2 separate regions of the Mus musculus genome follow, and region 1 is linked to region 2. A link is a contact called in public Hi-C data. All regions are on one chromosome and are shown on one strand. The core of a region is the stretch at or near the end of the contact, and the rest is flanking DNA. Distances in the headings are between cores, read along the strand shown. Region 1 holds the start of Syt14 (synaptotagmin XIV). Region 2 overlaps Syt14 (synaptotagmin XIV).

What was found. A called contact is a pair of places that touch in the nucleus more often than the background predicts.
Region 1: a contact with region 2 is called in a Hi-C map of erythroblasts, with 2.9 times the contacts expected there. The contact joins the promoter of Syt14 here to the enhancer-like site in region 2. A contact is called at or near these places in 4 of 39 promoter capture datasets (the HPC-7 cell line, fetal liver, hippocampal neurons and 1 more), 1 of 15 datasets of contacts at CTCF or cohesin (CD8 T cells), 7 of 484 Hi-C or Micro-C datasets (CD4 single positive thymocytes, cerebral cortex, cortical neurons and 4 more), 2 of 115 datasets of contacts at active chromatin or transcription factors (both in embryonic stem cells) and 2 of 9 other capture datasets (adipose tissue and pancreatic islet).

Annotation. Positions count from the first base shown.
Region 1 is chr1:193,034,330-193,038,974 of GRCm38.p6, reverse strand. Syt14 (synaptotagmin XIV) reads left to right here and starts at 3,200. Exons shown (of 8, transcript NM_181546.3): 1 at 3,200-3,352. The coding sequence starts at 3,340.
Region 2 is chr1:192,998,729-193,003,014 of GRCm38.p6, reverse strand. All of the region lies in intron 2 of Syt14 (synaptotagmin XIV), which reads left to right. Among named protein-coding and RNA genes, the nearest start is that of Syt14, 35 kb to the left of the region's middle. Within about 2 kb of position 1,679, at least 20 of the 459 cell types and tissues checked have an H3K27ac peak or open chromatin away from gene starts, as enhancers often do. A contact at or near this core is called in erythroblasts and rod photoreceptor, where this site is marked.

The sequences.
Region 1 (4,645 bases), core at 1,951-4,450, 34 kb before region 2:
TTAGGCATGATCTATAATAAAATGTAAAGCTTATAAATAAAATAAGTTGATACTTCTTGAAATTAGAACTGTTGAACCAGTCACATACTTTAAAAAAGTAAACAAAGAAGCTAAGATAAGCAACTAATTTAAGAGTGGCTATGTCTTAGTCTTCTGTGTGATAGCCAGACTGGTTAATTTATAAGGAAAATGGTTTAATTCAGCTCATGGGTTCTGAGGATTGTCATGTCTGGTGAGGACCTTGTGTTATTACATGGTGAGAGAGTGTGTGAGAGTAATCAGCTTGTGCCTTGGGAAAGAAGGTGGAAAAGGAATCAACTCAGTTTATAATCACACAGCCTTGGGCTAACCTGTGGTAACTACTTCTGGTTAGTAGGAGCTATACTGCTCTCTTTATGAAGGCTATACCTTCTAGTTCAACACCTTTTAAAGGTCCCAACCATACAATACCATTATGCTAGCAATTGAATTTTCAACTGATTTTGGTGGGGACAACACATATCCAAACAATTGCAGGCTTTAAGCAAACTCAGAAGTTGTATGAAATGTTGGGCAGAAGTTGAGATAATAATATATATGGTATTATCTAAGACCCATCTCAGATTATTACAAAAGGTAATGTTGGTAGAGTGGATTATGAGTTTTAACTTAAGGGGAAATGTTATTAGTACTTTGGCCAAAGTCCTAAGTTTGAAGCTCAAGTTTAATACGCACACACACACAAGCACGCGCACACACACTTTCTGAGAAAACTATTGTGAACTAACCTGGTTTATGCAGATACCTGTGTAACTGCTGATTTCTGAGATGTTTGGCTTTCAATATGAAATTCTTGTAAGTTTCAACAGTTGAAGCCAGCTAGAAACCACAAACCAAGATCTGTGGTTTCAAATTTCATGTCCTGAAGTTCAAGTCTGTTTTAAGTACAGTGTCCTGGAGAAAACCTTATTATTGTATCTGGATCCCAAGCATATTGATGGTATTCCCCCGAGAGAGAAAGAGAGAGAGAGAGAGAGAGAGAGAGAGAGAGAGAGAGAGAATGAGAGAGAGAATGAGAGAGAGAATGAGAGAGCGCTTTAGACTAACCTATAGGTATTTTATAAGAACAGTCATTTAGTTTGATCCTTCAATAACAATTCCTGTTTGTAGATATATGTTTTTGGTGTGTGTTTCTATGCATGTGTGTGCGTTCATGTATGGATAGGTGCATGCATGCATCTGTATCTGTAAGATAGACATGCTGAATGTTTTCCTCAGTGTCTCTCTCTCTCTCTCTCTCTCTCTCTCTCTCTCTCTCTCTCTCTCGGTTTTTTCGAGACAAGGTTTCTCTGTATAGCCCTGGCTGTCCTGGAACTCACTCTGTAGATCAGGCTGGCCTCAAACTCAGAAATTTGCCTGCCCCTGCCTCCCAAGTGCTGAGATTAAAGGTGTGTGCCACCACTGCCCGGCTAGCTCTCTTCTTTGCCTATTTATTTTATTTTATGCATGACCGGTGTCTATGGAGGCTGGAAGAGGATGTCAGATCCCCTAGAATTGGAGTTACAACAGTTGTAAGCTCCCATGTGGATGCTGGGAGCTGAGCCCAGGTCCTCTGCAAAAACAGCAAGTGATCTTCACGGTTGAGACATTTCTCCAGTCTCACCCATCCCCCTTTTTTATTTTTTATTTTTTGAGACAGGCTTTTTCATTGATCTTGGAGTTCATCAGTTAGTCTACACTGGCTTAACAATGAACTTCAAGGATCTGCCTATCTCAGTTCTACAGAGTTAGGATAACAAGCATGCTACTTAAAAAAAAAAAAAGGTGTGGATTGAGCTCAAGCTCTCATGCTTGTGCAACAAGCACTTTATCAACTGATCCATCTCCTCTACCCCTGCAGCCAGTTCTCTATATGATGCCTAGATCAACAGATATTCACTGGACTAGTCAAAACATTAAAGAACAGGGTCAGGGAAAAGTCTCAGAAGGTAAAGATGTTTGCTACCAAGCCTGGCTGACAACCTGATTTTGATCCCTGGAGGTCATATGGTGATGAGAACAAACTTCTGCAAACTGTCTTTTAACCTTCACACGAAGGTCCTGCCCCAATAAATAAGCAAATGTAGAAAAAAAATGTTAAAGAATCGATGCCTATTGAGCATCAATCGACTGAGGGAGAAGTTATATAAAAGCAATGAAAGGCAGTTTCTGCTCTAGATTACAGTCCAACCTCACATAATAAGTGGAAAATATTTTCTTCTTTGTTTCTGTCCTTAATATAGCCACCTGTTCTAGGAGTGACCATCTTCTCCACAAGGAAGAATCACTAATCCCCTATCCTTCTAGGCTCCTCCATCCGGCCTTTAAAGTACCCAAACGAAGCGGGATAAACAGTGGAGAGGGGCTGATTAGGTAGCTAGTTTGCTCGGGGTTGGCTTTTGGGTGTTCACATGCTCAAGGGCTTGCAAACTTAAAAATGGGTACATGACATGCATTTCAGGCCCTTTGTCAAGACGTCTGTGCAACACCTACAATTGTGTGGCTTCAAATGTGTGCTTGCAATGCATAGACAAATGGGGAACTCGTTCCTCCAAGGAGGCATCAGGCTCCTGTGGAGTTGGGTCACATTAGAAATGAGGCTGAAGAGAGAGAGGGAAGGAGGGAGAGACAGAGACTATCCTCACGATCCCTCTTTCTGGTTTGCTGTGCCACGAAGCTGTCTCTACTGGCTGGCTGAAATCTGAGGTGAGTGTTCAGGCAAACCAAACCAAACTGAATAGATCTTCGCTGAGAGGGAATCTGGCACCTCCTGGGTGCGGAGACCTGTCCGTGGTCCTGACCGCTTGTCCAGCCGCTCTGGAAGCCTGGTGAAGGCTGGCTGCTGAGGCTGCTCTCTGCTCTGTCTGCACCTGTTGGGAACGCCCGCCTGAGACCCTGCACTGGCTGGGGGAGAGGGGGTTGGGGGAGGTGAGGGCGTGGCCAGCAAGAGGCGGGCGTGGCGGGTCAGGGTGGTAGGCGGGGTTGTGGATATTTCGGGGGCGGGGCCTGGGAAGGTAGATGGGAATGGGTTAAGTCGAGGTTGTGGGCCAAACTATAGTTGTTGCGAGGGGCGGGGCCTAGAGGGGCCGGGGGCGGGGCGGTGTCACGTGCCGACGGTGCGCGACCGTGGAAGGTTCCGCTTCCTGCGCCGCCTGCTCCGGAGCTTCGACCCCACCCCGCCGCCCCGCCCCAGCTCCTGGAGGCCCAGCTGCCTGGCCCCGGGGCGTTCCCGCCCCTCTGGCCCGAGGCCTAAGAAGAGCAAGCTCCAGCACTTACCCCCGCTCTCCCTGCGTGGTTGGTGCGGTCCATGGCGAGCGCATCATGGCGATCGAAGGTAAGTGGAAGGCAAGCGATGCGCGGAGAAGACGCCCCGCGAGCGAGCGCAGGGCCCAGGAGGCCGAGGTGCGGGTTGCGGGTCCGGACTGTAAGGGAAGCTAATGCGGGACACCGGCCTAGGCGCGGCGTGCGGCCCTCGCGAGCACTGGCCTACACACTTTGGGCGCTGAGGTACCGAGTGAGATGCTCAGGCACTAAGGCTCTGAAGTACTGAGTGAGATGCTCAGGTACTAAGGCTCTGAAGTACTGAGTGAGATGCTCAGGTACTAAGGCGCTGAGGTACTTAGACGCCAACTCGCTCAGTCTCTGAGGTGATAATGAGGCGCTGAGGTTCTGAGGCACAGAGGAGACTTAGGTACTTAGACACTGAGGTGCTGAGTCTCTGAGGTAAATGAGGCGCTGAGGTTCTGAGGCACTGAGGAGACTCAGTTACTAAGGCGCTGAGGTACTGAGTGAGATGCTCAGGTACTAGGGCGCTGAGATACCGAGATGCTGAGGTGAATGAGGCTCTGAGGTATTGAGAAGCGCCGTGCTGTTCGGCAGCGGGAGGCTGCCCTTGTGGGATCCGCTCATCCTGCTGCTCCTGTCGGGCTTTCTGGGCCGATGATAACCACGCTGTCCCCTTCGGTTGACGGGTATAGGGGGGCCAGGACATCTTCGTGAGGTCAACCCTCTTATCTGACCCTCACAATTGCTTTTTTCCGGGGAGAGGCAAATGCCTATTTATGACAAACGCACCCAGAAGATTGGCAACAGAAATGTTTCACAAGTAGCTTGATTCGAATTGGGTAAGGTAAGTGGTACCGATGTGTATTTTCCTCTTATTCTGAGAGCATGGAGTTGGAGTGGAGTGGAATTTGCCTTGCTTTTAAGGAGCATATTGTGCAGTTAGTATCACACAGGTGTGATGCTTACAGCATCTTGTTTTCCATTTTAGATGAGCTCAGTACAAAAAAAAGGATTTCCAAAACTTCCCTGCGTGACCTGTACAGAGTACCTGTAGCTGAATCATTACTTGCCTACATTTAATGTGTTCCCCCTCGCACAGTAATTCCCTTAGGTGACTGGTCTCTGTTAGTATACACGCCTGGGGGCTTCTTTAGGATCCAGCCACCAAACTCCAGAATTAACTCAGCTGTGTGTTTCATGTTTACTTCAATTTAGAGATTAAGTACGGGACACATTGACATGATTTGCTAAGATGATGGAGAATAAAATCTACCTGTAATCGTTGATGTTCAGAACAGCATGTTCAACCCTTATTCTTCTCAGTACTGTTTATTAGAGCTGG
Region 2 (4,286 bases), core at 430-2,929:
GGAAATGAAATCTGAATATAGTCTGCTATAATTTTATTAGAATTGTCCTCCAAGAACTCCCATATTAAAGGCTTATTCCCCAGCCTATGGTTCTGTGGATTGAGCCTAGTGGGAAAAAGTTAGATCCTTGCAAACATGCCTGTAACGGAGATAGTGAGACTTTGACCCCTACCTGAGTCTGTTTTTTGATCCGTAGCTGCCATAGGTGAGCATGGCTCCTCTGCTATGTATTCTGGCCAGCTGTGTTTGCCACTGCAGGCTTGTAGCAGTATGCTCAGGCAACCATGACCATGGACTGAGACTTTTGAAACTATGAGCCGGAGTAGACCTGTCTTTCTTTTAGTTGATTATTTCAGATAATTTGCCACATCGATGAGATGTTTACTAACACAACCTAACTTTCTGAGGCAATCTGCTTTCAGACACTAATCAGAAGAGCGAGAGATTGCTTAAGACTCTGAATCATTGCTGTAGTCACTGTTTCTTGTGTGCTAGATTTGGTTAGTAGCTCTTTTCCTCTACTTAAGCAATTGTTTTCCCAGCCGGTTCCTGTTTCTTTATATAGTATGTGCTAAGAAGCACTGTACTATATATTATCTGTTACTCAGTGCACACATCTAGATAGCTTTGTGTTTCCTTTTTAAACTTATTTTTATTTATGCCCATTTGTCTGTGTGAATATATAAAGTATGTGTATATACATGGTATCTAGAAGATGGTGTTGGGTCCAGTGGAGTTAGAGTTACAGGCAGTGTACGCTGCATAATTAGAATGGATGCGGTGAACTGAGCGCGGGTCCTTGCTTTTAACTACCGAGCTGAATCTCCACCCCCTTGTAATTGTTGTTGTTGGTGGTTTGGTTATTCTTTTTGGTTTGCTTTTTTTGAGACAGGGCTTCATGTGTCTCAGGCTGGTCTTGAACTCACTATGCATGATCCTGAACTTCTGGTCCTCTTGCCTCATCTCCTTACTTCTGGGATTACAGGCATGAGTCACCATTTCCAATTAATATCAGGCTGGAACTCAGGATAAGCACATTACCAACTGAGCTATAGCCTCAGCCTGTTTTTGAGACTAAGTGGTTTAGGCTGGCTAGACTAGATTAGTGTGGTTATCCTGCATCAGCCTCCTAAGAGCTGGGCTTATTGGCAACACCCAATGATGTGCAGAACTTTTTTTCTGGCCATTCTCAGATATATGTGCTTCAGCCTCCTTTGAGTGTCATACTCTCTTATCTCTTCAGCTCAGAAAAGTCAATGTGCTTCCAGGTCACTCCACTCTGTGCACTACAGTACTGTCTTCTCTCCAGACAAGACGCTTTTGGAATTGCAGCATACTGTTATCTCCGTTGAGTGATCATTGCCCTCATTTCCTCTGTTCAGTGTCCTAGGTGGTGCTGTTTCATGTATTTCCTCTGATGTTACAGCATTATTGGGTACCGGGATGCATCTGATCTTTGAGACTCTTAATTGGACCTAGAGAAAGGAATGACCAGAATGGGGTCTTCTGGAGCAGAGCTTTTAGAATAGAGACTGGAAAATACCCAGAAAATGAGAGTCCTACATTAGAGAAGACAATTGGATGAAATTTAGGTAAGGAGAAAGGACAGAGAAACCAGAGAATTAAAAATTAGAAGTTCTTGTAGGTTTATTAGTAATGAATGTGTTCACACAGGAAGCTTTGCCCCAGGTTTACCTTAGGAAAGCCATCTGCTGGACATGTGACATTACCTTTAGTCTGCATAAGTTTTAACATTCTAAAAATTATAATAGAAACATAGTTGCTTGTATTATCTTTAAAACAAATTCACAATGATGAAAGATGTATAATATATTTACTTAAAGGTTAAACATACTATATCTTTTACTCTATTCTAAGCATGTGGGGATATTAGTAGAGTCCCATTGACTAGAAGATGCATGGTGCCATCTAATGGCTAAGGTGAAGACTGTTCAGTGTTCTGCATATTGCTTTGCAAAATCTGTTGTTCTGAATGTCTGAAGTGCAGTTTTTATTAAACATGGAGGTTTGCTTATGTTTCACTTTAATTTACAGTGTTTTTTTCATATTCATCAATATAAGTGTCTTGTCACACTTAAAACCATGTATATGCTTACTTGGAAGCATATTAGATATAAATTCTGCTTATAAAACAGTTTTAATAAATGAGTCAGGTTTTCTGCACCTGCTTTGTTTTAAGTTTTTATTCCCCATCCCAACTCCTATAAGTAGTCATAACTAAGTTGTACCTATAGACTCTCATTTCTTTCTTTTTTAAAATATTTTTATTAGGTATTTTCCTCATTTACATCCCCAATGCTATCCCAAAAGTCACCCATACCCTTCCCCCCACTCCCCTACCCACCCATTCCCACTTTTTGGCCCTGGCGTTCCCCTGTACTGGGGCATATAAAGTTTGCAAGTCCAATGGGCCTCTCTTTCCAGTGATGGCCGACTAGGCCATCTTTTGATACATATGCAGCTAGAGTCAAGAGCTCCAGGGTACTGGTTAGTTCATAATGTTGTTCCACCTATAGGGTTGCAGTTCCCTTTAGCTCCTTGGATACTTTCTCTAGCTCCTCCATTGGGGGCCCTGTGATCCATCCAATAGCTGACTGTGAGCATCCACTTCTGTGTTTGCTAGGCCCCGGTATAGTCTCACATGAGACAGCTATATCTGGGTCCTTTCAGCAAAATCTTGCTAGTGTATGCAATGGTGTCAGCGTTTGGAAGCTGATTATGGGATGGATCCCTGGTTATGGCAATCACTAGATGGTCCATTTTTTCTTCACAGCTCCAAACTTTGTCTCTGTAACTCCTTCCATGGGTGTTTTGTTCCCAATTCTAAGAAGATGGCAAAGTGTCCACACTTTGGTCTTCGTTCTTCTTGAGTTTCATGCGTTTAGCAAATTGTATCTTATATCTTGGGTATCCTAAGTTTCTGGGCTAATATCCACTTATCAGTGAGTACATATTGTGTGAGTTCCTTTGTGATTGGGTTACCTCACTCAGGATGATGCCCTCCAGGTCCATCCATTTACCTAGGAATTTCATGAATTCATTGTTTTTAATAGCTGAGTAATACTCCATTGTGTAAATGTACCACATTTTCTGTATCCATTCCTCTGTTGAGGGGCATCTGGGTTCTTTCCAGCTTCGGGCTATTATAAATAAGGCTGCTATGAACATAGTGGAGCATGTGTCCTTCTTACCGGTTGGGACATCTTCTGGATATATGCCCAGGAGAGGTATTGCGGGATCCTCTGGTAGTACTATGTCCAATTTTCTGAGGAACCGCCAGACTGATTTCCAGAGTGGTTGTACAAGCTTGCAATCCCACCAACAATGGAGGAGTGTTCCTCTTTCTCCACATCTTTGCCAGCATCTGATGTCACCTGAATTTTTGATCTTAGCCATTCTGACTGGTGTGAGGTGGAATCTCAGGGCTGTTTTGATTTGCATTTCTCTGATGATTAAGGATGCTGAACATTTTTTCAAGTGCTTCTCAGCCATTTGGTATTCCTCAGGTGAGAATTCTTTGTTTAGCTCTGAGCCCCATTTTTTAATGGGGTTATTTGATTTTCTGGAGTCCACCTTCTTGAGTTCTTTATATATATTGGATATTAGTCTCCAGGGGCTTTCTTGTCTTTGCTGTACTAGCACTAGAATTACAGACTCTCCTTTCGGTGTAGGTTCTGGGAAATTAAATTCAGATCTTCATTCTTGTATAAGAATACCAATTGAGCTATGTCCACAGCCCTATAACTTTTTTAAAAAACATGAAACAAAGTTATCTCTAAAGTATGACTAACATTTGTTAAGTACTCTGTTATTCTACTCTAAGGCAGGTATCAGGAAAGGAACCCCTACCCCAAGTAAGTTTATAGGCCCTGTCACCATTGAGCTACCTTTTAGGGTAGCAGCAGTATAAATTGCTATTTTGTTCCAGTGTGTGAAGAAAGCTTAGACTGAGTGCTATAAGAGCACATAGTGAAGGGTTTGTTTCCAAACTTAAAACCCCAGGAAGCTATCTGGAGAAGTTCACTCCTGAATAGTCTTGAAAGGTAAAGATTGTCATGGTCAAGGTCAAGGTCAGAGAAGAAAGAGGGCTCATGAGAACCTGAGTTTGCATCACCAACACAAGTGCAAAAGCTAGGTGTGATTCAGGCAGGTAACTCTGGCACTGAGGGGACATTCTGGGGGCTCTGTGAACAGCTAGTCTAGATGAATGGCAAGCTTTAGGTTCAGTGTAAGAGTCTGTCTCAAAAAGTAAGACAGAGAGCAAT